Linked DNA regions of Hordeum vulgare: regions 1 and 2 are each linked to region 3. The links are chromatin contacts, called in public Hi-C maps. All regions are on one chromosome and are shown on one strand. Each heading gives the region's core, a stretch centred on a gene start, on an enhancer-like site or on the middle of the called end of the contact. The rest is flanking DNA. Distances are from core to core; before and after follow the strand shown. Region 1 holds the start of LOC123452472 (pentatricopeptide repeat-containing protein At4g02820, mitochondrial). Region 2 overlaps LOC123396419 (far upstream element-binding protein 1-like). Region 3 holds the start of LOC123395067 (glutathione synthetase, chloroplastic-like).

The links. Hi-C and Micro-C count contacts between places; a contact is called where the count stands out from the background.
Region 1: a Hi-C map of leaf shows a contact between it and region 3, with 4 times the contacts expected there. The contact joins the promoter of LOC123452472 here to the promoter of LOC123395067 in region 3. A contact is called at or near these places in 4 of 6 Hi-C or Micro-C datasets (leaf and seedling) and 1 of 1 datasets of contacts at active chromatin or transcription factors (embryo).
Region 2: a contact with region 3 is called in a Hi-C map of leaf, with 7 times the contacts expected there. The contact joins the enhancer-like site here to the promoter of LOC123395067 in region 3. A contact is called at or near these places in 4 of 6 Hi-C or Micro-C datasets (leaf and seedling).

Annotation. Positions count from the first base shown.
Region 1 is chr5H:137,290,946-137,295,114 of MorexV3_pseudomolecules_assembly, forward strand. It overlaps LOC123452472 (pentatricopeptide repeat-containing protein At4g02820, mitochondrial), which reads right to left and starts at 2,604. Exons shown (of 2, transcript XM_045129123.1): 1 at 2,295-2,604; 2 at 560-2,169. The coding sequence starts at 2,567. The coding sequence ends at 910. LOC123399936 reads left to right here and starts at 2,765. Exons shown (of 12, transcript XM_045094327.1): 1 at 2,765-3,039; 2 at 3,180-3,468. The coding sequence starts at 3,008. It overlaps LOC123452473, which reads left to right. Exons shown (of 5, transcript XM_045129124.1): 5 at 1-348. The coding sequence ends at 29.
Region 2 is chr5H:136,031,323-136,035,559 of MorexV3_pseudomolecules_assembly, forward strand. LOC123396419 (far upstream element-binding protein 1-like) reads right to left here. Exons shown (of 8, transcript XM_045091358.1): 3 at 2,222-2,316. Among protein-coding and RNA genes, the nearest start is that of LOC123396418, 22 kb to the left of the region's middle. Within about 2 kb of position 2,404, at least 1 of the 3 cell types and tissues checked has open chromatin away from gene starts, as enhancers often do. A contact at or near this core is called in leaf, where this site is marked.
Region 3 is chr5H:136,770,396-136,774,351 of MorexV3_pseudomolecules_assembly, forward strand. It overlaps LOC123395067 (glutathione synthetase, chloroplastic-like), which reads right to left and starts at 1,254. Exons shown (of 14, transcript XM_045089995.1): 1 at 963-1,254; 2 at 592-747; 3 at 228-397. The coding sequence starts at 1,076. LOC123395952 (AP-5 complex subunit mu) reads right to left here. Exons shown (of 8, transcript XM_045090975.1): 7 at 3,739-3,786; 8 at 2,481-2,932. The coding sequence ends at 2,858.

The DNA of each region.
Region 1 (4,169 bases), core at 1,354-3,853, 520 kb after region 3:
TTTCTATGTCCAAGTTGTGGGCAAAATGATTGATGGGCGAAATGCATCTTCATCTGATACCGCTGCGCTGCATGGGATGTCTTCCTGCCTACTAAGAAACGAGAAGCACTTTGTGAAGCTCCATTCTCCCCAATGCATATAGATGTTCTTCTTGCGCAGCACTTAGGGTGTTTTGTTATGCTTGGTTTAGTTTATAGCCTAATTTTGTAGTTCAGATGTATTGGTCAACTTGCTCTGCTGTGTCAAGTTGACACTGCCAACTCTAGCGTACTGAGGAATTTCTCATTTTGTAAGAGTACGATTTGTCCTGAGATCTGAAAGAAGCAGTTCGTACATTCACCGATTTAATCGAGCATGAATGATTCCCTGTTGATTTTTCTGCAATTATGGAAGCTTGAGGCTGCGTTTAGCAACCCCCTCTTATTGATCCTTGTGACCTATGAAGCTATCCAGACTTGCACAATTTTTGCTCTTGATACACAAAACCCAGAGGGTATTGCAAGCACAGAAATGAACAAATTTAGTTCTTTACACTTGAATGTCAAGGTACTGCTCACAGTTAAATCAGGGTTTCCACTTTATACAGATACACAACTTATGCACAATTCAACAAGATACATAATTAATCTTGCTGTGTTTGCTACTTTGCGATGAATGAAGGATGGTACACAGAGACTGTTAATTATTCAATTCCAAGAACGTGCTTCAGATTTATCTCTGCCATCATTCTGCTTCAGATTTTTAAATCCAAAAGAACTGTGACAGTGACCTCATATCAACAAACATTACATCCTGGAGCATCCAAACTAACACAGCCTATTACTCCCTCCGTCTCATAATGTAAGACGTTTTTGCAAGCTAAAACAACTTGCAAAAACATCTTACACTGTGGGACGGAGGAAGTACATCTCAAGACATTAAAGTTGAAACTTCACCAATTGGGTACTTGCTAGTCGATTTCAACAATCTCCTAGTCTCGTCATCCATTGAGACCTTATCCTGGTCCATTCGTTCATCTATTATCAGAGGCATCATCTCAGCTTTAGCGTACGTGCGCAGGACCAAGTTATATATCTCAGTTGTCACATAGCCTGCTCCTCGGAGCACAACGAGGAGCTCCTCTGCAGCTTCAATGTCACCTTTCTTCTCAATCTGCGAAAAAAGAGCGGCGACAAGTTGCGGGTTTGGCTCCCATTTCTCCAAGCTTGAGAGTGCTTTCTTAAGGCACTCCATAACTTTGTCCGTCCTCTCGTCATTGCCAAGATAACCCCAAACGAATAACTCCCAGGTGCTATAGCTGGGTTTGACTCCTTTCTGCACAATGTATTGAAGAAAACTCTCTGCCTTCTCCATCTCGCCATTCTTGATGTAAAATGAAAGGATGGTGTTCGGGATCCTTGAATCTTTTGTTCCTGACTGTGACTCCCATTCGCCGTAAACAAACTCTGCTGCCGCAATATCGCCAAACCTTGTAAGCGAAGTAAGCATGCACTTGTACTCGGCGTCGCTGAACTTCCTGAAGGTTTGCCTCATCTTGCTCCACACCCTGTCCAAGTTACCTCTGTCTGACAGGCTTGCGTACATGGTGAGAAGTGACGAGTAGGCGGCTCGCTCCTTTCTGGAGGCCCTCTTTTCCATCTCCACAAGCGCATCCCGGCCTTTGACATGAAGACCGGCATTGATGTAAATGCTAGCCAGCAGGCTGAAGGTCATCCAGTCAGGGACCACCCTGTCATCTTTCATGAGATCAAAGACCTTCTCGGCGCTTTTCACGCTGTTCTTCCTGGAGCAGTAGGTGAGCCATATGTTGTACGTGACCAGGTCTGGGATGGTGTACCTCCTGAGCTCCTTGATCATCTCGGGCACCTTCTCCAGCTCACCGACCGACATGTAGAGCGACATCATGTGATTGAATGGGAGCGCGCACGTGAGATACCCTGCGTCGGCCATCTCCTTGAGCATGGCCTCGGCCTTGTCGCGTGCGCCGTGCTGCACGTAGGCGTGCAGGAGGGAGTTGCAGGTGGACGGCCCCTTGGCTCGCTCGGGGACGTCCTCGAAGAACTTCTCGGCGCTAGCCAGGCCCCGCACCTTGGCGACGAGGTCGAGGTGCACGGCGTGGTCCCCTGGCAGCAGCCTGATCTCCGGCTGCGTCCTCATCCACTCGCAAATCTGCATTCGGGCGGGGCGGGGCGGGGTCAGGTCGACAGGCAATACGGCGAACAGGTGGCGGGCGGGCGGGCGCGCGCTGGTAGCTAGGTGCAACGCGTCGGCGTCGGCGCGGCAATGTCGCGTACCTCGAGGGCGTGCTTGAAGCGACGGTACTTGCGGAGCTCGCGGACGACGCGGTTGAGCTGGTACTTGTGCACCGCGCGGCCTTCCTCCGCCCACCGGCGCAGCACCACCACCGCGCTCCGCTTCGGGTAGATGAGCTTCAGCAGGCGCTTCCCCAGCGTGTCCCCGCCCCCCACGGAGATCGACCCTCCAGCTCCTCCCGTTGACGCCGCCGGGGCGGAGGCGGAGAGCAGCCTCGCGTAGCCGGTGGCGGCCGCTAGCCGGCGGGAGAGCATGGCCTCGCAATATTTTCTTAGGGAGAATTTTTTTTGTCTTTCACTTGGAACTAACGGGCCTGACTCATATAATCAATCTCTCTGGAAGGAGGAGGATGCCTGCCTTCTTCTCAGGCCTGGTACTGGGAGGCCCATCGCAGGCCCACGTAGGAAAAGGCTGTGGGTACAAAACCCCCAGCCCCGAGGGACCTAGGCGCAAGAGCTCCCACCCATCCCCGCCGTGCCCGTGCTCCCCCGTCCCAAGGGGAAGGAGCTCTCTCTCCCCCCCTCCGCAGTCCAAACGAAATTAAGAGAAATCTCCCCCAAAGTTTTCGAATCCTCACCCAAATCGGTTTGAATCGGCCACCCACCCCACCAAACGAACCCATCTGGTTCCGGGCTCTGGTGGCCGTGGCGACTGGCGAGCGAGCGAGCACCCCATCTCGCCCCGCCCGCCTCCCATGGCGTTTCACGTCGCGTGCCCCATCACTTGGTATCATCCCTTTACGTTACACCCCTCTTCCTCCTCCCCCTCCCCCCTCCCCCTCTCGGCCTCGGTATCTCTCGTTCTCTTCACCGCCCGCCCCCCCTTCCTCTCGCGCGCTGACGGCTTCTCTTCCTTCCTTTGTGCAGCCGGAGGGTGTGCGACTGCGAGCTAGGGTTCGGCGCCGCGAGGGCCAGTAACAGGGCGGGGGCATGGGCGGGCGCTGCGGCGGCGCTCGAGGGCTTCCTCGCCGATCCGTGGCTGCTGAGGCCGGCGGGGGCCGGGGATGGCCTAGAGCCCGGCACGGTGCAGGTGGAGGTGCCGCCGCTCGAGCTGCCGGAGGAGGGCGAGGACGAGGCGTGCAGGGCGGCCATGCAGCGCCAGGCCGCCGCCGCCGAGGACTTCGCCAGGCGCCTCGAGGGCGCCTATGGATCTCCGGTGAGCCGAATCTCGGACGCACTTGCTTCTGCCTAGGGCTTATTCCGCCTGGGTTTCCCCGTCCTTGCCAAGGACCTAAGGTTTACGGTTTTTGGTAGCGCTCATGACGATGATTCTAGCTAATATCGGTGTAGGCGCATTTCGGGTTCTGTGCCTTCCAGACTGTTTAGCTGTCTGGTTACTGCGAATTTCCGAAGGTTTTGGTGTAGATTTGTTGGGAAGTCTGAATTGGGATGATAATGGGCTGCTGGGAGATCGAATGCTAGCGCAGCAGTTTGCACCTTTTATGTTCTGAGGTTATAAGAGTGTGTACTGGCTCCAGGTAGGTATTTGCGGGAATCCTGGTTAGATTTTAGAGCCAGGTTTGGATTTTTGGGTAAATACCACTGTCAACATTCTGACATTCATTGCTCATCAGTTTCGTGTGGCTCAGAGGAATTCGATGTCCTTGAGTGGTTGTATGCACGAGGATTATGCCAGATGGAATTGACCATGTCCTTTGCTGATTCCGGTGTATTACTTTGAGTGGACTATAGGGCCGTGCTCTGTCTTTTGAGGTTTTGTTATGCTACGGCCAAGTTGGTATGTTTTGGTGTTTAATAAGTGCTGTGATTACTGGTGCTAGTCTCTGTTGGTTGTGCTTGTGCATAGTTGGTGCTGCTCTATACTTTGCGGGCATGCATTGGGGGAGCCCTGGTTCT
Region 2 (4,237 bases), core at 1,154-3,653, 740 kb before region 3:
GAGATCTAAACTTCCTAGCGAGGATAAAGGAATTGCTGGGCGTTTTCTTGTTGCCTAGATCCTAGTATGGTTAAGCTTCACTTAGGCGGGCTATTTTCTTCCATTGCTTCCTAAACATATCGCTAAATCGCATAGTAGTACTCAACAGCTAAGGCCCACTTGGCGGCTGGAGAGAGAAAAAGGAGATGATGAACTGCACACTCACATGATATTTCTTCACTACTTGTCCACTAATGAGATGAAAAATTTAAGGGCCGAGTAATCGCCAAAAAGAAAGGTAGTTCCTTCACTAAATTAATATTTCTCATGCCTTCTTTATTTACAAAATGTTAACTGTGTGAGATAAAGAAGTGCCTATGAGTATGTATCTCAAAGTCTGAAAAATGAATAGCCAAGAAGCAACCATGTCGCCCTGTCACTGGTTCAAAAACCCCACACTACATATTTTTTGAACTAAAAATGCAGACGAAACAATGTTTTCTCAAGTTTAATTTCACATGACCAATTCATTCACAATATCATAAAAAAAGATATATTGTGACCAGCATATATCAGAAAGTATTTTTTAAGGTAAATTGCATGTCAACAAAAACAAAGATGGTAAAGGGATCATGAGATTAGAAGATCCATCCATCCAAAAAATATTATTTTTAGGGAGAAGAGCTAACATATCAAGTGAATGGTGGAGTTACCTCTAAAGCTATATTTCAATACTAAAGCCATGCACTCCTGACATAGGTTCCAAAAATCCACATTATATATACCTACCACATGGACTCGAGAACAGCCAATGAAGTCGAAGGAAGAAAGAAAGTTCAATTAGGAAAAGCCTATTGATCATTATTGCATCTATGTTGTTTTGTCAGACTAAAATATGTGAACAGACGGAAAACAGTCAGCCAGGTCCAACCTAATGCTTATAAAAACATATAAGCTAATCCAATAACTATAGACATGCCCAGAATGTAGCAAGGAAAATTAGCCAAGTTATTTTGTACCTCCTGAGTTCCCTTTAGCCCATATTAAGTTACAGACTTCTACATGCTGTCTCACTGAGCCTTTCATGATTTTAGACCTGTAAAACTAAGCTCAGGTTCACAAAAGAGTGGATGCATACAGCCTAGTGTGCCAAAAAAGAGGAATTTAAAAATGCAAAGCAAAAAACAGCGGATCTTGCCTTGCCATATATATTGTTATTACAAAACTAAAACATAAGCGTGCACATATAATCATCTAGTTTTGCAAATGTGGTCAATAATTCCTCAACTCCAGCTTCTTAAATAGATTGTTGAACTACTCTAGATCAGAACATTCTAAACAAAAGCATTCTAGATGATACCAGGAAACTGCAATCTACTATCCACTAAAACATAAGCGTGCACATATAATCATCTAGTTTTGCAAATGTGGTCAATAATTCCTCAACTCCAGCTTCTTAAATAGATTGTTGAACTACTCTAGATCAGAACATTCTAAACAAAAGCATTCTAGATGATACCAGGAAACTGCAATCTATTATCCACTGGGGAAACCCATCTTGGTTGCACCTAATTTTGATCAGAGCATTAATGAAATACGAAACTGCTATTTCCTGCGATACACACCAACATACCCTGGAGAATCTTAGAAACACAGAAACACAGAACGAAATTCACCAAATTTAGAGAAATTTTGAAATAGCATTCATGTTGGTAAGTTAAATTAGAGTGCACTGATTTTCAGCATTATACCAAAGAGCAAGAGCAGGGGGGCATGAGATGAACACAAATAAAGCCACAGAAAAACTTCACGCACCTCAAGTCCTCAACTCGGCTTGTTCGCCACCTAAGCTGCCACTTGTTGTGTCTGCTCGAGCGCCATGGAAGAAACCCTCCGATGCATCACCACAATAGGCTTTGGAAACGGATCCTGCTGGACTTCAAGTCTGCCATTAGCCCATTACCGCAGACCTGTATGATGTGTTCTTGTATGTGGACGCCGGGGGCGACCCCTGCACAAGACTTGACGGGTTTCGCGAGAGACGGCCACTGGCGCAGTACAACGGATGGGGCCCTAAGACGCAGACCTCGTGGGTGCACCGCCGGTAGGGCAGCTGCTTCCACGTACGGTCCGACTTCCGGTGACTGTCGCCTCTCGGCCATCTCCAGGAAAGCAGCGACACACCACATCGGGGGGGGGGGGGGGGGGGGGGCAGCTGAGAGATGGTTCGTCCACGACGGACAGCGAGGGATGTCGGCGACGAACGGGTGATGCTCGCCTGTGAGGGATGTGCCGGAGGCGGCGGCGGATGGCGTGCTCTGTTTTTTCTCTGTACGCCTGAAGAATAAGGAAAGAACGAAAGATTGACAGTGGATAATGGGGCCCAGCTGGAGATATTTTGATGGCCTCTAACGGTAATATCTCCGAGTCAGATGAAATAATAAAAACAAAGGAAAAAAGAAAAATGGGCAAACACGTCTCAACCAGGAGGGGTCCATCGCTTACCACTGGAATTACACCGGAGAAGAGCCTGCTTAGTAGGTAATATAGTACTTTCTCCGTTCTAAAATAACTGTCTCAACTTTGTACTAGTTCTAGTATAAATTTATACTAAGCTTAAGACATTTATTTTAGGACGGAGGGAGTATATTGTATTATTTCGTGACGTTGAGAAAAAAATATGAATTCGATAAAGTACATGAAAAGGTATAAAATATTACGAAATTAAGAAAAAGTTTGTGAAATTTGAAAAAGTACATGAATTTAGAAAAACAAATTTTTATAGCAGTTTATGAAAAATGAAAAAAGTTCACAGATTTTGAAAAAAAGTTTGTGGCTATGAAAAATGTTTATCGATTTTGAAAAAAAAAGTCATTGATTTCAAAAAGTTCATGAACATGAAAAACATCAAAGAACTGAAAAAAATGCAAAACTTGAAAAGGTTCGTTATTTGAAAGAAGTTCACAAAAATGAAAAATATCACAAAAAAGGTAAATAGGTTCATAAATAGGAAAAAACTTCACAGAATTTGGAGGAGGTCAGTGAATTTTAGAAAACATATCACGGATTTGCAAAAAAATCACAAAATTGAAAAAAGTTCACGAGTTTGAAAAAATGTTTGTGAACTTGAAAATTGTTTCTGTATTTGGATTTTAAAATGTTCGTGAATATTTAAAAAGTCAACGAGTTTGAAAAAATGTTTGTGAACTTGAAAATTGTTTCTGCATTCGAATTTTAAAATGTGTGTGAGTCTTTTCTGCATTCAAATTTTAAAATGTTTGTAAGAATTAAAAAGTACAAGTTTGGAAAAGTTCAGGAATTTGCAAAAGGTTTGCGGATTGGAAAAATGGTTCACGAATTTTAAAAAAGTTCACAAGTAAAAAAACGAACAAATTAAAAAAAATCGTGAAAAAAACAAAATGAAAAAACTAAATCAAAAAAGACCGAGAAAACATTGGGTAAGTGAACCGATAATGTGCACAACAAAAAGAGAAAAAAGTAGAAGTAGGCACAACAAGTGATATGTACCGGGTGGTTACTCCCCCCGTTGGAAATAAAACATGAGGTTTGGATTTTGAATCTTAACTCGTGCATTATTTTTGAATTTTAATAAAATGAAAAAGAAAGTTAAAAGGGTCAAGGCCAAAACGGAGAGAGCGAGTGCACCAGTTTGTGGGTAAGCCTATAACTAGCGACGAGGGCACCAAATAGGAGTTCGATACATCGAGTACACTTCTGAGGCGAGGTGCATCGATCTCAGTTCGATCGTCTCCTCTGTAATGCCCCAAGTGCAACATTGCCATATTTGGACCTTGCCATGTTTGGATCCATGATGTCATTCTATGGTGTTATCATTTCATGTGTTATTTCATGTGGTCTTCCCTTGTCTTCCCCTTTGCATTTATGCATCCATAGCATACATACCTTGTTTGTGTGTTGTGGTGTTGATCTTTATGTGTGTTTGTGATGAGTATGTGGTGTGTGAAGTGATGAGGAAAGCTTGGGTTCCAACTTTGCTCTTTTAGCCAAAAGCTAGGTTTCAACTAAACCTTTTCTTCTTATTTTTCCTTAAGTTCAAGTTTTACTTGCTTTAACCCTGTTTGAAAAATGTAGTCCATTTAGAGTATTTCCTCGTGGATGTGGTGCTATGTCTAGGGATTTTAAAACTTATCTTCAGAGGGGTATTTATTCACAAAACAGATTATATAATTCTGTTTTGTAAATATTTCTTTGCTCCAAAAATCCTCTTTTCATTTTA
Region 3 (3,956 bases), core at 4-2,503:
CAAAATGAGTGAATTTATACTCTAAAATATGTCTATGTACATCCGTATGTAGTTTATAGTACAATCTCTAAAAGGTCTTATATTTAGGAACGGAGGGAGTAGTAGCCTCTAAAAAAGGTCAAGGCAAATCTAAGAATAATTGACATAATCTTTTTTTATCGTGGTCAACTTGCAGGCAGAGCTGTGAACAAAAATCATGCAGAGGTTAACATGGCAACAGCACTCACTTGGACAAGGAATCCTGCAAGAAATCCCCATCCAAGCTAACACGATCCACGAGCTCGTTGAAAAGCGGAGCCAGCTCGCACGCCTGCCTCCAGAAGGACTCCGGGAGACGCGACGGGAGCAGGGAGATTGGAGCGTGGACCAGCCCAACCCCAGGAACTGTTCCTGATCTCTGCAAGAGGGCAGGCAGCAACGATGAATGTTTGGTCATGGACGATAGATACTCCGAGCTCTGCTCGTCGCATCAAGGCTCATCCAAAGATTGCTCGTTCAAAGACTGCGGTCCTGAGCTTGGCCGGCGGATCCAAGAAGATGCTGATTTCCATGGAAGTTTGAACCGAGGACGAGGAGGCGAGAGAACCTTACCGGGTCCGCGCGGTCCCCGACGACGAGCCCGTGCATCGCGCACCACGCCGCCGCGTCCCGCGCCATTTCCTCCACCGCAGCGGCGTCCGGCTTTCCCTCGGCGGTGCTCATCGCCGGCAGTGGTGGGCGCTGGGCGTTCGGGCGGGTGCAGAATTTCTGCGTAGTTTGAGGTGGTATATTCTCAATTTGAAGCTTATGTTATTGGCGTGTGGTGGGGTCTGCGATTTCTAGGGAAATGGAGGGGGCGGCAGGGTCAGGTTTGGTCTAAGATACTAATGTTAACGTAAAGGGAATCAAATTACAGGGTGTGACAGCTCGGTATTGAGAAAATCAAATCTCTTTTGGTTCAGCTGTGTAATGGAAATAGTTACCCAGCGTACTGTCTGGCGATGTAGACGAGTTGGGGCGGCAGCAAACGGGGCTGACGACCAGGGACTGCAACGATGGATACCAGGCGATGGGGCCGCGACCAAAGAGGCTGGCATGGCGCGGATGCGGTGGCGCTGGACAAAGAAGAGAGGATCGAGGGGAGGCAAGGGAGGGCTGGAAGGGGATCAGGTGGCGCCGGTGCCGGATGGGGGACGCGGCGGGCGGCACTGGTCAATGTGGAGGGAATTGTGGGCGGCGGCGAAGGAGGAGGAGGTAGGTAACGCAACTGTTTAATTACTGGGGGTCGTGGGTGGTATCGATCGATAGCAAGTCGGAACCCGGAGGCAACGGATTACAGCGTCCAATTAACGGAGCTTTCTGCCGGAAACAAACATCTCAGTAAAGTGTGCCGGTCACTTTCTCTGCTTGGGCAGCAGCCTCAAACATTAAAAACAAAAAATTCTTCCAGCTGAAAAACTGATGATGGATTAAGCGAATCCAAACCATTCTACTCCTCAACAGTGGAGTGCTATATAGGAGTAGACTATATAAGAATAAAAATAAAAGAACGGTGGTGTGCTATACTACTTTCCTCACCTCCAATTTGTGGTTCAGATGAAACTGGAAGATGCTTTTAGAAAGATACCCATGTCACCTTTTTAGAAGAGGTTTATAAACTGGAAAAGGGATAATTGACCTAATCCTTTTTGTTGAAAGTTATCATCTCGACTCGATATTCGTGATTAGTACCATGTAGCTTTTTGTTAGACTAGCTTGTCAAGACAATCCCGAATATTCGGCTCGTTGTCTAATTATTTAGACACAATTTACCTCTTTCTTAATCCTATTTGGATTTATATCGTGCCAATCCAACATAAGCCCCTATTTTATTTACTTTTTCTATCTAATTTGTTTTCTTACCATTGTATTTCCATTGACAAAGGTCTATTGAACAAATAGAATTTGTAGATAGATGGGTCTCTTTATCCTCACTCCATATTTAATTTTTCTGCTTACACTTCGCTCAAATGATAAGGGTGTTCCTCTTGCATGTATTCTCATACAATATAATATATATATTTTTTAATAAAAATCGCTAAAAAAGGAGAATTTGGCCATCGTGATTAGGGTCGCTCTTTTTTTTCACTTTAGTGGAATTTAACCGGACCTGTTCGTTTTGCCATTTGAGTGTTTTTCATGGTCGATAAAATCTTTCTTTTGATGTCTTGCTATGGCATCATGCATGACATGATCAACAGATTAGTGTCTCGATTCACTGAACCTAAAAGAGATGCTGCACCCCATTATACATACTACTCCCTCAGTTCCTAAATATAAGTCTTTTTTGAGATTTCACTATGGACTACATACAGAGCAAAATGGATGTATCTATACTCTAAATGATGTCTATATACATCCGTATATAGTCTTCTAGTGAAACATCTACAAGGACTTATATTTAGGAACAAAGGGAGTACGTACCAGTAAATGGAAGAAAACCTTTATACTAGAGTAACATATTTAAACGGAACAAAGAAAGAAATCTGGATCATGCTTGGCACGTCTCCAGTTTCTCAACGCACCATGAATTTAAGCGGTGATCATCGAAATAGCATTACAACGAGCATCAAATTTGGATACAATGGAAAGAATCCCAGTGTTGTAGAAAATTTATTATTGCTAAGAAGAGAAGACCATGGATTCGAGATCGCATAGAGCCATGAAATCTAAGCTCAGCATACCAAACTTGTCTGACAAAAATGATGTACAGATTTGTTGTTTCCCACTTGAAACACTATTTCCTTAATTATAAGAACTAAGAGAAAACTTCCAGCACAGCTCTGTGGTGGGACCAAAAAACCGTTGAGGACCGTGCCTGGCGATTGAACACTGGCAATCATAATTCTTTTGGCAAAGCTGCAGAAGGACATTTTCCTAAGGTATTCCATAGTATGTAGTCTCCAGAAGAGGCCTGCCAAAGGAGAGCAATGTTATCAAAGAGTATCTTGTATTGATGGTCCGCACAGGGGTCTCGTAACCGATTAGCAATAATACGGTAATTCAAGTACAATTCATATGTTTGGATATACAGATCAAATGTCTATTTGTGGAACAAATCTTTTGTAATGTTAGTCTAGCATAAATTATATTGTGGATCAAATGCCTGGTTTGGGCAACTAGGCATCAACTAATTACTCTAGAGGGAAGCCAGAGGCCTGCACAGGCCTAACCCCCTCCCCGATCCCCACCCACACACACTGCCGCGTGTGCCTCGCCGCCCCAGCTTGCCCAAACCACCTCCTCCACAAAGCCACTGCCACACCGGCGATACCACGGCCAACCGGACGTCTCTGTCTCAGGCTCGGGGCTGCACTTCCACGTGCCGAATTGTTTCAGGCGACTTACAAATAGCAAACACGATTTTATAAATACTGTGTGCAACAGAAGCTAGGAGGGTGCTTCGCATCAGATCAAAATGCTTATAGTTAGTTCAGCACTAACAAAGCAAGGTACACCCTCTGTTCTCAAATGTAAGACGTTTTGGCATTTTCAAATGTAAGATATTTTGGCAGTTTTAAACTGCCAACGTCTTACATTTGTGAACAAAGGAAGTAATATCTTTTGCATATGCAAAACCATGCATGCACTGTATGATTCTTGCTGTAGTTTGTACAATTCTCTTAGGGCAATTATTGAAATGTTGAGAAGAAAACAGGTTTTTCAGTGCATTGACTATTTAAAGAGCCAAAGTTGGAGGGGATGAAATAAGGAAGTCACCTGCATTGAGTATTCCACTGGGGCTTTGACAGAAGGGTAAACGGTTACCTGCAGAATATGTTAAAGGAAACATGATGTTTAATTATGACTAAATTATTTGAATAAAGAATGGGAGGAAATGCTACAAGGAGAAAATAACTAGTATTTCATAATGGAGGTCAGGACATGTAAGGGTGTGATTCTTTAGCAATCTCTTCAGCATGGTAGTAAGGAAACTG